2 separate regions of the Mus musculus genome follow, and region 2 is linked to region 1. The links are chromatin contacts, called in public Hi-C maps. All regions are on one chromosome and are shown on one strand. The core of a region is the stretch at or near the end of the contact, and the rest is flanking DNA. Distances in the headings are between cores, read along the strand shown. Region 1 holds the start of Dcdc5 (doublecortin domain containing 5). Region 2 overlaps Dcdc5 (doublecortin domain containing 5).

Region 1 (7,015 bases), core at 2,034-4,533:
TTTTTTTTCTTTCTTTCTTTTTTTTTTTTTCTTTCATTTTTTACAGTATTTCTGAACAGACTGACATATTTTGTTTACTGACAGCAACTAAAGCTCTGTGTAGGATCATAAATAAAGAAGATCGTGTTTAAAAATCACTAATATCATTTTAAGAGGTACTGCAGCCTTGTGTTTTGGCCTCTGTTTGGCTGTGTTAGCCATGAATGACAGCTTCCCTGCTTGAAGCACACAGAAAGCACAGCCTTGCTCATTCACTGACAGGACTGTGGCCTTTTCACACGTTCCTTCCACAGCAGTGTTTGTCCCCAAACACTGGAACTCGACACAATGGCATTCCTACTCTAACACCCCCACCAACAGCACCAGTACATAACAAGAATGCTAATGAGCTGGAGCTGGCCCTCATGAAAGTGTTAACTACATTTCATAGAAAAGTGGTTATGCTGTTCCAAAGATTACCAATTAAACAGATTTCTGCTTAGCTCTCAGCAATTTCCAAGATGTTTCCACTCTTGACAAAATACACGTGATAAATGTAAGGCTAAGCGACTTTAAGCTGTCCTAAATATAATATCTCATTTGAACACTCACGAAGCAGTATATATTTAAGATCACTGTAAAGTAATGTGCTTAATTCAGCCCCAGGCTGTAATAGCCAAGCTAAAATTTAAAATGAAAAAAAAAAAATTACTAGGGTCATAAATACAAAACCAGTAGCCCTGACTTTTCCTTTAAAGTTGCAATGTAACGATTTGTTTAAGAGACCTTCCTTTGGGCTTCTAGAATTTTTAAACCCATTATAGTTTAACAGACAACAAAACAATATGGTTTTCCTATGGGATGTCAAAAGTAGACTAAACGGAACTGATGTCAAAGTGATCCGGTCCTACAATTTTATAATCTTAAGAATTGTTAACAAAACAAGAGCCGCCCCTCGTCCACGTTTCACCTGTCTGGTGATTCCTGAACAGGGTGAGACAGAAAACTAAACAGAACCAGCTTTCTGGAAGGCCGAGTGAAGTAGTGCAGCTCAATGAATGCTCATTAATGCCGAGGGGGACACTCATAAGATAAAGATGTGGCCAGGCTTGCCAATGGCCAGAGGTGGCATTGTAACAGTGCCACTGCAGTGAGTTTTAAAAACATCGAAGCCATGGAAAGAGGACCCAAGTGCATATAATTAAACATGCGTGACTAAAGAAAATAGAATTTTTTGCAAACTTATGGCATTCCTCCTTGCTTTCATCCCTGTACTTCAGCTTACCTATAGCATGATGAAGCTTAACATTGTTACAATGCAGTAAGGCATAGAGGTAGAGAAAGTAGCAGAGAAACGAGACGTTTAAGGATTCTTAAACTTAGCATAATATTGAAATGCTTATAGAGTAGTTAAACGAACAATCTGCAACTAACTAAAAATGTAAAGTTTTGCTCATATTTACATCTAAGATTTAATAAATTATACTTGACAGCATTTTGAGTAATGACCTCTTTAAATTAAAGCAGCAATCCTCAAGGCATTTTTGCCACAGTGAACTGAACTCCTGAGTTTAGCATTTGTTTAGAGTGGCAGAAATAAGAGGCGTTGGCCCTTATTGTCCGGATGTCTTCTGTCTCACCAACCCTCACTTTTAATAAAACTTAGAAAGTGCTTATCTCCAGATTTTATTTAAACAGTGCTTTTCTTGAAATTACAATAAAAGCCATATGCTATTTTTTAACATTGAAAATAACTTAAAACCCTTCACTTAGTGAAACACAACTACAAATAAATTTAATTCAGAAAGGCATCATTTATTTTATAAAATCATTATATATTGAACATTAATATTTAAATATTAAACAATTAAAAGAACAAAAATTTTCTTATACTGGTTTTTGTATATGCTGGCCTAGTAGAACATTGGAACAGTCTGGATTTTTAATCAAATTGTCTATAGTAGTTATTAATCCTCTCTGAATCACTATATCTCATTAAAAGAAACTAAGTACACTTTCCCTAAAAATAAAGTCTGAGACGTCCCTGGAAGTTCCAAGAGCTTTGATGAACTTTCTTCTGCCCATCGTGTGTTGCAGTTCTCCGAGTGGACAGCAGGAGGTGCTGTGTGAACACCGAGCCTGTCATCTGGAGCCCAGCTCCCTCCAGTTTTCTGTGTGCAGTGAATAGTGAGACGCTTTCAAAATATTCATTTATCAGCGGCCGGTGGCCTGAGATAATGAGCCAAATTCTAAAATGGAACCTCCAAGTTTACAATGTAAACCCCACCCTTATTTAACACAAAGGTTGGCTTCTCTTAAGTGTTATGTTGGAAGATTTTTTTTTTAATGGTACAACCTTTTTTTTTTGTAATTATCCAAACTGCAACATTCTGGTTACAATATAAATCCTTTTTTAAGTCAATCAAATGTCCCAAAACTAATTACAAAACCATATGTCTTTACCTTCACACATACATGTGTGTGTGTATAAATAAACATACAACTATAGAATAAATGCACAGAGATTAAAAGGTAAAATCTAATTTAATTTAGTCAAATACATTAATTCAACTATACTCTGGATCCTGAAATACACAAGTTAAATAAGTATAATGGAATTAAGTTCTCTTGAGGAGAAGTTAGTTCACGATTCATTTCTGTAGAATCTGATTTGCTTTTAGACCCATTTCTACAATAGTGAGGTGAGTTTACACCAGAGGAAAAATGAGGAGTCTCAGCCTTCAGAGGAGTGCAGATGAATTCATTTCCTTCGTTGGTGTTACTGACTCTGGAATAACCATGTAAGGATCTGCTTTTCCTCTGCAGAGTGAGCAGTGAGGAAAGATGAGGCAGATGACACTCCATACCAAAAGACAGACACAATCAGCCCCTTTCTTGCTGCCTTTGAGATTCCAGAGCATTTTTGGCTCCCTTAGAGGCGCTGAGCTCACAAAACATGTCACGGTTCTTTTATGACACAATGCCAATCATTGCGTCTATAGAACCAAATACATCTGAAAAAATATATATAATACAGTACTTTTTAAAAAGGGATGGCTTACCTGCTTGTAATAATATTTTTGCAGACTTTAACCGTTGATACAAGGCCCCAAGAACTCCTTGCCCGTGCATCTTAGCCCCCAAGGGTCTGAAACCTTCTCCCTTAGAGACCCAAAGTGGTCCCCTCAAAGGACTGATGGAATTTTGCAGGCATTTTTCAAGCAGAGAAACTACTGGAGAGAAAAGGGGGAAGGATTCCTTTGACCCAACTGAGATACGCTGTCTGGAATGCAGCCTCGAGACTAGAGCTAACTCTTAACATCTATTATTTATGTCTGACCTGGGTTAAGTCTTAGCGAGGCAATTCCTGCGTTACCAGTGGCCACCAGGAAGGATGTATTTATATTGCGACATCCCCCCCCATGCAAGTCTCATAAGCTGTGTGAGCACACCTGAATAGTTCTGAAGTGTGCCTAACTAGCTGCATGGAGTGTCATGGTGTGCACTGATTGCCTTATCTTCTCATTTATCACAGATGAGTTGGAACCAGCCTTGCCGAAAACCTACTTGCATTGTCCTGATAAAAACTGTACGATCCATGATGTTTCAGTGTCCTGCGTCCTGTAGAGGAGTCCGTGTACCCAAAATATCACATCTGGAAATTATTTATAAAGTATGATCCACACCTTTATAATAAGCCTTCCTACCCCAGGCCCATCATTGGTATTCGTTAAAGCAACCCACGACACAGGGTGACAAGATTGTTTAAATAGAAAAGAGGAGAATGTTAAGCAAGGATTTTCTCATGCCTTTGTGTTCCCAAGTCCCCAGAATATTTAAGCTAGTGGTGGATTCAGGAATGCTATCCCAGCAGGGGCTGTGGAAGGATATTTACTTGTGGGCCTGTCATGTAACATCCATGTGGACTTGACAGATATGTTTATACACTTTGCACATGCTTAGCTGATACAGTCTTTCTAGTGTAAAATACTCAAATGACATGGCAGCTAGGTAATGTTTTCTGAAATTTAGTTTTCCCCTGAAAAGCCAGAAATAAATAACAAAATCTTGGGGCCCAGAAAAAAAAATGAATACATATCACTTTTATTTAACATGGTCTTTTCTTAAATGTATGTAGATCCCAAAGATAAACATGCAAGATAGATAGAGATCCTAGCAATATTATTCTTACACATATTTCTGCAAGGAAAATGAATTAAGCAGATCACAAGCTAAGGGCGTAGGTCTGTGCCCTTGGTTATGTTATATGTTGCATATTTTATGCAAAGAAGCCCAGCACTGAAATGGAATTGCAATCAAGCACAGCTGAGCTACTGAGAGGTTGAGCTATGCAAATGGCCTTTGCTACCTGTGTTCTCCTAAATCTTACTTTCAGCTAAGAAAACTTGCAGTTTAGGACACCTGGTTCTCCAGCTCCCTACCAAAGCCAAACTTAAAGTCTGGTGTGTTCGCTGCTTAGAAAAACGTTGGAGATTAAGAGGTTAAGATTTCCTACTGCTATGAGTAAAATCAAAAACATAAGCGTGATGTGACGACATCTGTGCAGAATTCTGTCATCCAGTTGGAGAAACTAACGCCTGAAATTCTAACAAGCCCACTTTTATACACACAGAGAAACTACTTTTCTCTATATGTTTTAAGTAAATAGGTGTCTTACACTTTCATATGTATAATAGATATTTATATTTTTATATTTACATATTTATATATTTTTATATTTATATAATATTTCTACCATATTATATATGTAAAATATAATATACATGACATTGTATATACTATAGAAGAAATAATAATAATTTTATTTAATAATAATATTTCAAAAATAAAATGGGTAAGACAAGTCAGTTTTGATGACAGTTGTGTACAACTAAACCCAGTTTAGAATCATAAGCATTTTCAGTTTGCTGACACAATATCCATAGGTTACTACATATTTGGTTTTGATTTATACAGATTTAATTGTTTGCCCACTCAATCCAGCACAACTCTCAAATACTGAAAAGCACTACTTATAGTAGTTAGTATAGTTGTTAAATTATTAAGTTAAATAAATTAGGAAGCAGGTGGTAATCATAGAAGATTTACACCCTGGAGTTAAACTCAACTTTAAACCTGAGAAATTTTCATGAAATTCATCAGTCTTATTCCTCTCTATCAAACACAAAAAAACTTTCAGGTTCAGCCCAACCTCAGAAGCTCACTTACTAGATTTTTCTGAAAAATGACTTTTCAGACTTTGTAATCTTTATAACATTTAAATATATATATATATATATATATATATACAATTTGGGGGAGGGGGAAATGAGACTTCAATGTATACTGAAGTGCCAGAACTGGTATTGAGTGGAAAACTACTCCCATGTGCCACACGATTTACATAATTAGGAAAACTATGGAAACCAGAAACAGTAAAGCAAAGAAAGCGGTATTCACAAGCAGGTTGTATAAGGAACTTCAGAATCTGCTCTGAACTTGTTGAATAATCTGTTCAGTATTCCAGCCTCTCCCTGCTGGAAGCAGGTCCTCATTATTACCAGGAGAGCACTAATAAAGGTTAGCCTCTGAACTAGGGATTAGAAGGCCCTTTCTTTGGGGACGCTTCAAACTAGTAACTTTGATGATCTTGAAAAGGGAGACAAAGCACAATCCAAGAACAAACAGTGTTTCCACTAAGCAGGAAGGTACAGAAAACAGAAGAAAATGATAGTCTAAATACTCGGGAAGGAAGCGTGAAGCAGTCTGTCTGCTGTGCTGAAAATAAAATGTATTCAACACAAGGGAGGACAGTGTGCTACTTGGGGGAGGGATGAGGCAGGCAGCCTAAGATGTGTTTTTGAAATGTAAAAGAATAATTGGTTTGCTGAGAGTCACTTGAGTCTTCAATACAGACCATAAATTTTAACAAGGGATGGCTGACTTTTTAATGTATTTTAATGCTCATAAAAGATCTTATTTGTTTAGTTAATTGGTTGGTTTCAGTTTGTTGTTGTTGTTGTTGCTGTAGTTGTTGTTGCTGTAGTTGTTGTTGCTGCTGCTGCTACTGCAAGACAAGGTCTCACTATGTAGCTCTGGTTTGCCTGCAACTCACATAGTAGCCCAGGCTGGCCTCAAACTCATGGTGGCTCTCCTGCTCTGTCTCCTGAGTGCTGGGACTAGAGGTGTAAGCCACTGTGTTTGGTTTTATAAGAGTTCTTAACCAATGGTTTTTGTTCTCTGTGTGGTACCAGTCTTTTCTCTTTCCCTGTAGACAAACCGCATCCTGTTCTATAAATATGTGCAAGAAACTCGACCAACTGTTTAAAAAGATCAAGCAATACAGAGGAGTATCATCTGCATGCAGATGGAATGGGCTCCAGGATCTTGTTTTCTGTGTCCTTCAAAACCATGTGTCTTCTTTAGAGTGATGCTCACAAGTATTCCCCACTCAAAAAAGCTATTTATGTATGGTTAGTGTTAGTGTGCAAAGCTACATATCTGCATTCCTTCACATACAGGAGGCCTTTACCTCAGTTCTACCAAAGTATTTACTTGATGGAGACAAGAACTTTTCCTTTCATGGTTTTCATTAAGCAAGCCCTCAATCCTGTGTATTAAAGAGCATTAAAAATGCAAGATTCCTTAAATTATTAATAGACATACATCAGTGACCAGTTGGGATCATTTCTACTACTTGAAAAAAAAACTTACAAAGACCATCACTTTGGACACATTTTCTTAAATCGTAGATTCTGTATTTCAGGTAAATTGAAAAATTAATCAACAATTCTGGTGGGTTTACATTTCATAGTACATGTAACTAGGAAAAAGAAGTATTGTCCAGAAACTGTGGTGAAACCTCTATATCTATGGTAGCAGCAAGCTGTAAGATGTTAACATGTTAACCTCCTTGTCTCAGGGTACCTTTCCAAGTAGACTGGAAATTAATCTAATAATCTCAATTGGTAAGTCTGACAATGGTGAGAGGCAATAGAATGCATGATCAAAATGAATGTTATTAGGAAGAACTAAC
Region 2 (7,015 bases), core at 2,895-5,394, 240 kb before region 1:
ACAAAAGGTCTAGGTTATAGAAACACTTAAATGAATAAAACACCCATGGGAGGAGTTACAGAGACAAAGTTTAGAGCTAAGACAAAAGGATGGACCATCTAGAGACTGGCATACCCGGGAATCCATCCCATAATCAGCCTCCAAACGCTGACACCATTGCATACACTAGCAAGATTTTGCTGAAAGGATCCAGATATAGCTGTCTCTTGCGAGGCTATGCCGGGGCCTAGCAAACACAGAAGTGAATGCTCACAGTCAGCTATTGGATGGATCACAGGGGAGCTAGAGAAAGTACCCAAGGAGCTAAAGGGGTCTGCAACCCTATAGGTGGAACAACAATATGAACTAACCAGTACCCCCCAGAGCTCATGTCTCTAGCTGCATATGTATCAGAAGATGACCTAGTTGGCCATCATTGGAAAGAGAGGCCCATTGGTCTTGCAAACTTTATATGCTTCAGTACAGGGGAACGCCAGGGCCAAGAAGTAGGAGTGGGGGGGGGCAGTAGGGGGGAGGGTATGGGGAGTTAGGATAGCATTGGAAATGTAAATGAAGAAAATACCTAATTTGAAAAAAGAAGCACTTAAATGCATATATATATATGTGTGTGTGTGTGTGTGTGTGTGTGTGTGTATGTATATAGTGACTGAGTAAGGTCTGGTGTCCAGAAACCAACAGGAGAAGAAGGCTGGCCCTTACTTCCCCTGGCTCACTTCAGAATTCACCCTCTTGCTCACAAAGCCTCAGGTTTGTGAGACTGATTTCACTGTGGGAACACTTCTACCTAGGGATACAGAAGTCTGATCTAATGTATAGAAGCTTTAGTTAGTAGTGTTAGTAGTGTTGGCTATTCTGAACATCTTAGGGTATTAGATTTGCAGGCCAATGGGACTGCCATCAATGGAGAGTAACTATCCTTAGCCATGAGAACTAAAAATTGTTCCTATGCTGCAAAGATGACGGAATGAAACCAGGAGCTGTAGGACCTTTTGTTCCCAGAAGAAAAAAAAAAAAAGTACTGTAGCAGTGAGAATCCGATAAGGCTGGAAATGAAGGGCTGGTACTTACCAAGGACAAAGCCATTAGAAAAGCAGCCCATGCTTGTCAAAAACATTGGCCCAAATATATTTTAAATGAATGGAGAAAGGACATCAGTGTTGATCCAATAGAGTCCAAGGATTCATGGAAACGGTGAGGATTGAGGTTGGATTTTTTAATTGCCACATCTTTTCATGGCTTCAGGATTGGCCCAACTGAGGCTAGAAGCTGCAGTCCCCTCCCCCAGCCCACCATACCAGAATCTCAGCATACACTTGGACAGTTATTGCAAATACCTCAATCATGAAGGCAGGGGCCTTGGTATACTGCTGGATCAAGGAAGTCTAACAAATCTCAGTAGGATTAGACTCCATAGGAGAACAGGTTTGTCTTCAGGCCATAAATAGCCAGGGAGGAGTGAAGAAAGCTATGGTGGACAGTTTCTGCATGTGCTGTCAACACCCATAAATAGACCAGAGGATGGCTTTACCATCCCTCTGAGCCTCATCCTGGGGGGTGGGGAAGGCTCTACATTTTTGCCATGGTTCTGAGGCTAGGATCCTTGGTATGGCTCTGCTCATGCCAACAGTACACCATACTCACTAAGAACATCAATCACTCAGGTTTTCTGCTGCTCCCCCACAGCCAATCTTTTTGAGCCATTTTTATGGTAATCCAATGTATGGTATCACTAAAGTTATAGAGCAGCAGTCACATCTTTTCTTGAAGCAGCATTGAGGGTTCCTCTAATCCTGTGTATGTCTGGATATCCTAGAAGCCCAAGTGAGTATGAGGTGGGATGAATGCTGCTCAGTTTACATGCCTTTGCAAACTCACATGGCTTTGTATTGTTCTGAGTGTACAAGCTAAAAAGTTTGTCCAGGCCACCATTTTGGTCATCAAATTTTCTAACAAAGCCAAGTTCCTCACTTGTTTTATGAGACAGAAACAAAGCATTGGTACCAACTTCTTGTATCCACTAAAACAGGTGCCAGGGCGAGTTCCTTTCCTGTTGCTGACCACCCAACCACTATTTGGGGCTGAGATGAGATATCACCATATGAGGAATGAGCTATGGAATTATCATCATTAGCTAGGAGTTCTTGGAAAATATAATAATATAATTCATGAGGGCAAGACAGTGACTTCAGTGGCAAACTTTAATCAGAAACTGAAACCCAGAAGATGCTGCTAAGTAAATGCCCTCCTCTTCTCACCAAGACATATGGGTTATAAAAACCTGGACAGAATGTGGACAGAATGAGTTTACTTATAAACTACAGGCAAATCTATAACATACTCTCTAGTACTTTATTTCTCTATTCTAGGCTCAATTGTATTTTTTTCTTTTTCCATTTACTGATATTGTACCTTCTAAAAACCCTTCAGCATAGATTAAACCTGAGGCATAGTTCTAGTGAGGTGGCTCAGCAGGGGAAAGCATGTGTCACCAAGCTTAATGATCTGAATTCAATCCCCAGGACCTATTCAGTAGAGGGAGAGAATTGACTCCTTAAAAGTCAAGGTAGCACAACACAACACACACACACACACCATATTCTCAGCACTTGAATATATAAACATTTCTGAATGCTATTATTTGATAGGAAAGTAGAATCAAGGCACCAAAACAGGTGTACCCACTATTGAACTCTTTAGGTGCCCATATTCTCAAGTAAGATCTATTGCTATTAAAAAGTCTAAACGGAGTCTATCGCTCTTAGTCATGTTGTATACCGGGTAGAGGATTGGATCTTTGCTGTGGTTTAGAAGTAAAAGATCTGTAAAGATCATGGTGGCTTATTTGACCTACTTGGTACACTTGAGCCACATGGTACCCTTGACCCACTTGGTACACTCAACCCACTTGGTACACTTGATGGTGGTGCTGTTTTTGGAGGTTAGAGAGCCTTTGAAATAGCCCTAGGTAGGAACAAAGGGAAAGGTCCTGGAGGTTCTCTCTACTGCTGTGATGGAAACAGCTGCACGTGCCTACCACACACTGACTCCTCTCACTGGCACACATCCCACTGAGGTGGACTGACAGCCTCTGGAAGAGACCAAACTGACTACTCCACCCTTAACATTGCTTCTATTGGGTGTTTAGTCACAGCTACAAAAGGTAAGCAATACTGAAAAAATGGGGTCATTGGTTAACCTGACAAGTGTTTATAGGCATCTGGAATCAGTTTGTGCCAGGAATTTGATAGTACATGAAGCTGCAGTCCAGAAGAGCTCTGAAATGCTGAGCTTTGTGGGCCTTTGTGGTACGATTCTAGATTTCCAGAAGACCAAGAGAAATGTGATCATTCAAGGCCTAGCTTATGAGGTTTGAGTCTACAGACAACTGGTCTAGACCAGAGGCTGTGTGACAACCTGACAAGGAATCTACATATACTTTCTGTGCTGAGGTTTTGAATAAGGCTGAAATTGCTTTTCTTCTGAGGTGTGACTCCTGATAGGTGTGCCCGTGCTCTAGCAGATGGCCCCACAGCCATGACCATGAGGGCAGAATTCACTAAACTCAGTCAGTAATATAAAAGAAGACATGAAGTTGGGAAAGTGTGTGTATCAGGGCAGCAGGGAGAATTGGGAAGATATGATCAAACTACATTGTATAGTGTATGAAATTGTCACAGTGTATTTACGTGTGTGTGTGTGTGTGTGTGTGTGTGTGTTTGTAAAATAATGAACTAATTTATTTTCTGGCAAAATTTCCAAGGCAGCAAACCCTCTAGGCTGTAGTGTGGTTACTCTGTACATTTAGCATGTTAATCATGAGAATGGTAGGAGGAGATAGAGCAGAAAGCTAAGAAAGTGGAGGTGTTTGGTAAGGAAAGAAGTATGAATGTGGTCAGAGTTGCAGATGTAGACAAGGAAAGTTGGCAAAGTGATCAATTGTTAAAGTGATCAGGCACATTAGAGATAGACCAAGCACTTGCTCTGGGTAAACAGGGAAGGTGTGTCATTGAGGACAAGATCTCACCAACCAACAGAGCAAACATGCAAACTGATTTGAAGAACTTTCACTTTAAAGGAGACTCTGGGGAAATATAGAGCTGCAGAGGTGTTGTGTTCCAAAGGAGCTACCTAGGGCCCTCCCCAGGGATGGACAGAACCTGCTGCAGCCATGATGAAAGGGGACGGGGCTATGCCTGGGCAGGCAGGGAGAAAGAAAGCAAGATGGCATGGCATTGTTGAGGCACACACCAACGGTTCTGAAAGAAGACACTGTGGGCTGGACTGTGTAGCAGAGCTGGATTCCCTAAGAGAATCCTTGGAGGCCAGTGTGTAGAGATGTGAGAGTGAAGCCCAAGACACCCTGGAGACCCCTGAGGTGTTGGAGAGGTCAGGATGGGAACAGAACATTTGTCTGAGCAAACAGCAAACTGAGGAAAGTTAGCCCAAGAGAGAACCCATGGGCGCTGCCCGGGCCTGGGGCCCGGCTTCACACGTGACTGGAATACTGCTGACTTCCAGAAGCCCTAGATACCAGACACAGAATCCCAGGGCTTGACGCTTACTTTGCTGAGTTTAATTTTTTTTTTTTTTTTGGTTGGATCTTTCTACTGTCCTATTCTTCCCTTCTGAAATGGGGAATTCTGTAGCACTGTATATTGCAAGTATTTCATTTTAATGTTTTTTCTTTAGAGTTCAAAGGGACTCATAGTTAAGAGATTGCATCAAGTTTCAGTAGAGACTTTGAAGTTTTGAATAGAATCGGTTGTGAAATGTTAAGAATATGGGGACTTGCCTTTAATCCCAGCACTTGGGAGGCAGAGGCAGGTGGATTTCTGGGTTCGAGGCCAGCCTGGTCTACAGAGTGAGTTCCAGGACAGCCAGGGCTATACAGAGAAACCCTGTCTCAAAAAACAAAAAAAAAAAAATAAGAAAAGAAAATGAGGACTTATGGACTTGGATAGAATGTACTTTGCTATAAATGATGGCCATGAGCATATGGAGGCCAGTATAGAATGTATAGATTGGATGTTGAATGTCTCCCACAGATTAATGTGTCTATATAATTGGTCCCTAGCAAGTAGTGCTTGTTTGGGATATTGTGGGAACATCCAGACATGCTCCTAACTGAAGAATATAGTACCATAGGAGCAGGTCTTGAAGGCTGTAAGCCAGCTCCTTATTTGGCCTCTCTACTTCTAGTCTGTCACTGTGATGCTACTAGCCACATGTTTCTGCCACCACTGGGTGACCTGCTCCTGACACTGTGCTGTCCCTGCCTGAGTGGACTACTATCTTCTGGAAAGTGAGTCAGAAATCGGCTTCCATCTCCCGCTCCCTGAATTGTTTATGTCACATCTTTTGCTCAAGTGAAGAGAACATTGAGAAGCATTATCTAATCTTCAGGTGTGAAGACTCAAATACAGAACCCGAACCTCACATATGTAAGGAACTTATATTATATACATGCTTGGATCTAACAACAACAAAATCCACTTCCTAGCCAATTTCTCAAATTTTTTCAAGAAAGAATCAGATTTATCGTTCTGGTTATAGTGCCTCTGTGACTTCAACTCATTAGGATGTCTTTAAAATGAGCTGGTCAAGTTCAGCATACACTGTTCAACATTCACACAGAGCAGACACCATTAGACTGCAGAGTTCTAGCGCAGCATGAGCTTTTATGTAAAAGCAATAGACCTCTTAATATGCTGCATTATAAATGAAGCGCTGACAGACCCTTAGCTGTAATGGCACTAGCAAGCCCAGCTATAATGACAGTACATGTGCATAACATAAATTAGAACATAGCATTAGAAAGTTCTCAGATCCTTATTCTCAACAGCTAGCACTAGGTGGAGACAGTGTCTTGTACAAAACTCACAACAGGCTTTTCCTTGCCTGGAAAGCTCCTATTTAACAGCTTCCATTCTTTTTCTTCAGTGTAAAGCAGGGTACTGCATTTCTAATAAAAGCATTATTTAAAACAAATATCTGAGATGTAGAAGAACCAAGCTGAAAATATACAGTAAGGCATAAACTCCACATGGCAACTCATTCTATGAGGACTATTTAACTATTTTTGACAAAATTCTACTTAAAATGCTTTGATGATTGTCTTCTCCATCCATAAAAACATGGCTGAAGTTATAATATTCTTCCTGTTTTGTCTGAACCAAAAGCAACAGAAAATAAGGTTAGTCCTTAATATTTTTGGTTGAATGGTATCTTCTTTTAGAAATACAGTTCAATATTGACTCTGTTAATTCTAATCTGATCATTTTAGGCATAACACCAACATAATGCCCTATTGAATGCATCTGATGAAGACACAGAAAGTGGTAACACTTTACATGGTGTTTTCAGAGTCTTTGGTAAAGCTATGATATTGTGGCCAACTCTAGATATATGTGTGAGACTGTATGCATCAAGATAGGAAGGTATTATTTGACACTCTTGGGATTTAGTTACAAACTAAAACAGACCAGAATGTACCCTAGTTGAAAGAATTTTCTCTTGAAACTCTCTTGGGATACAATAACATTTCTCAAGCAGTGTAATGAACATAGTAATAAAATGATGCAATATATAATTTGAGTCTGATTTAGAAAAATAATAGATATTCAAACTCCAACCCAAATCAGCGGCAGCTTACAAACGTGCATGTCAAATGTGAATTCAAGTGCCGTGACTCTTAAGGGAATCAGTTAACTTTTTGCTTGATACAAAGACCTATTTCTTTACTTAACTGATTGCTTTCCCATTTTTAAGATTGTTTAAGCCGCTAGATTAGACCACATAGATTTGTCTATAATTAAGGCTGAGGTACACAATTCCTCGAAAACAGTGAACAGTATGATTCTAGACAATGCAATAATACATTTCATGCACTGACTTGGATAAAATTCATTTTATAAGACCAACATTAAGTGCCCAAACTCTGAAGAAAAAAATAAACATACAAATTGTAGAAGCAATAGTAACAATGTCCTACTTTGATGAGATTTGATAATAGCCC

Evidence for each region. Hi-C and Micro-C count contacts between places; a contact is called where the count stands out from the background.
Region 2: a Hi-C map of olfactory sensory neurons shows a contact between it and region 1, with 4 times the contacts expected there. The contact joins the enhancer-like site here to the promoter of Dcdc5 in region 1. A contact is called at or near these places in 10 of 484 Hi-C or Micro-C datasets (cerebellar granule neurons, cerebellum, cerebral cortex and 4 more).

Annotation. Positions count from the first base shown.
Region 1 is chr2:106,077,267-106,084,281 of GRCm38.p6, reverse strand. It overlaps Dcdc5 (doublecortin domain containing 5), which reads right to left and starts at 3,283. Exons shown (of 24, transcript NM_177844.2): 1 at 3,042-3,283.
Region 2 is chr2:106,317,715-106,324,729 of GRCm38.p6, reverse strand. All of the region lies in intron 6 of Dcdc5 (doublecortin domain containing 5), which reads right to left. Among named protein-coding and RNA genes, the nearest start is that of Gm36036, 89 kb to the left of the region's middle. Within about 2 kb of position 4,144, at least 1 of the 459 cell types and tissues checked has an H3K27ac peak or open chromatin away from gene starts, as enhancers often do. A contact at or near this core is called in olfactory sensory neurons, where this site is marked.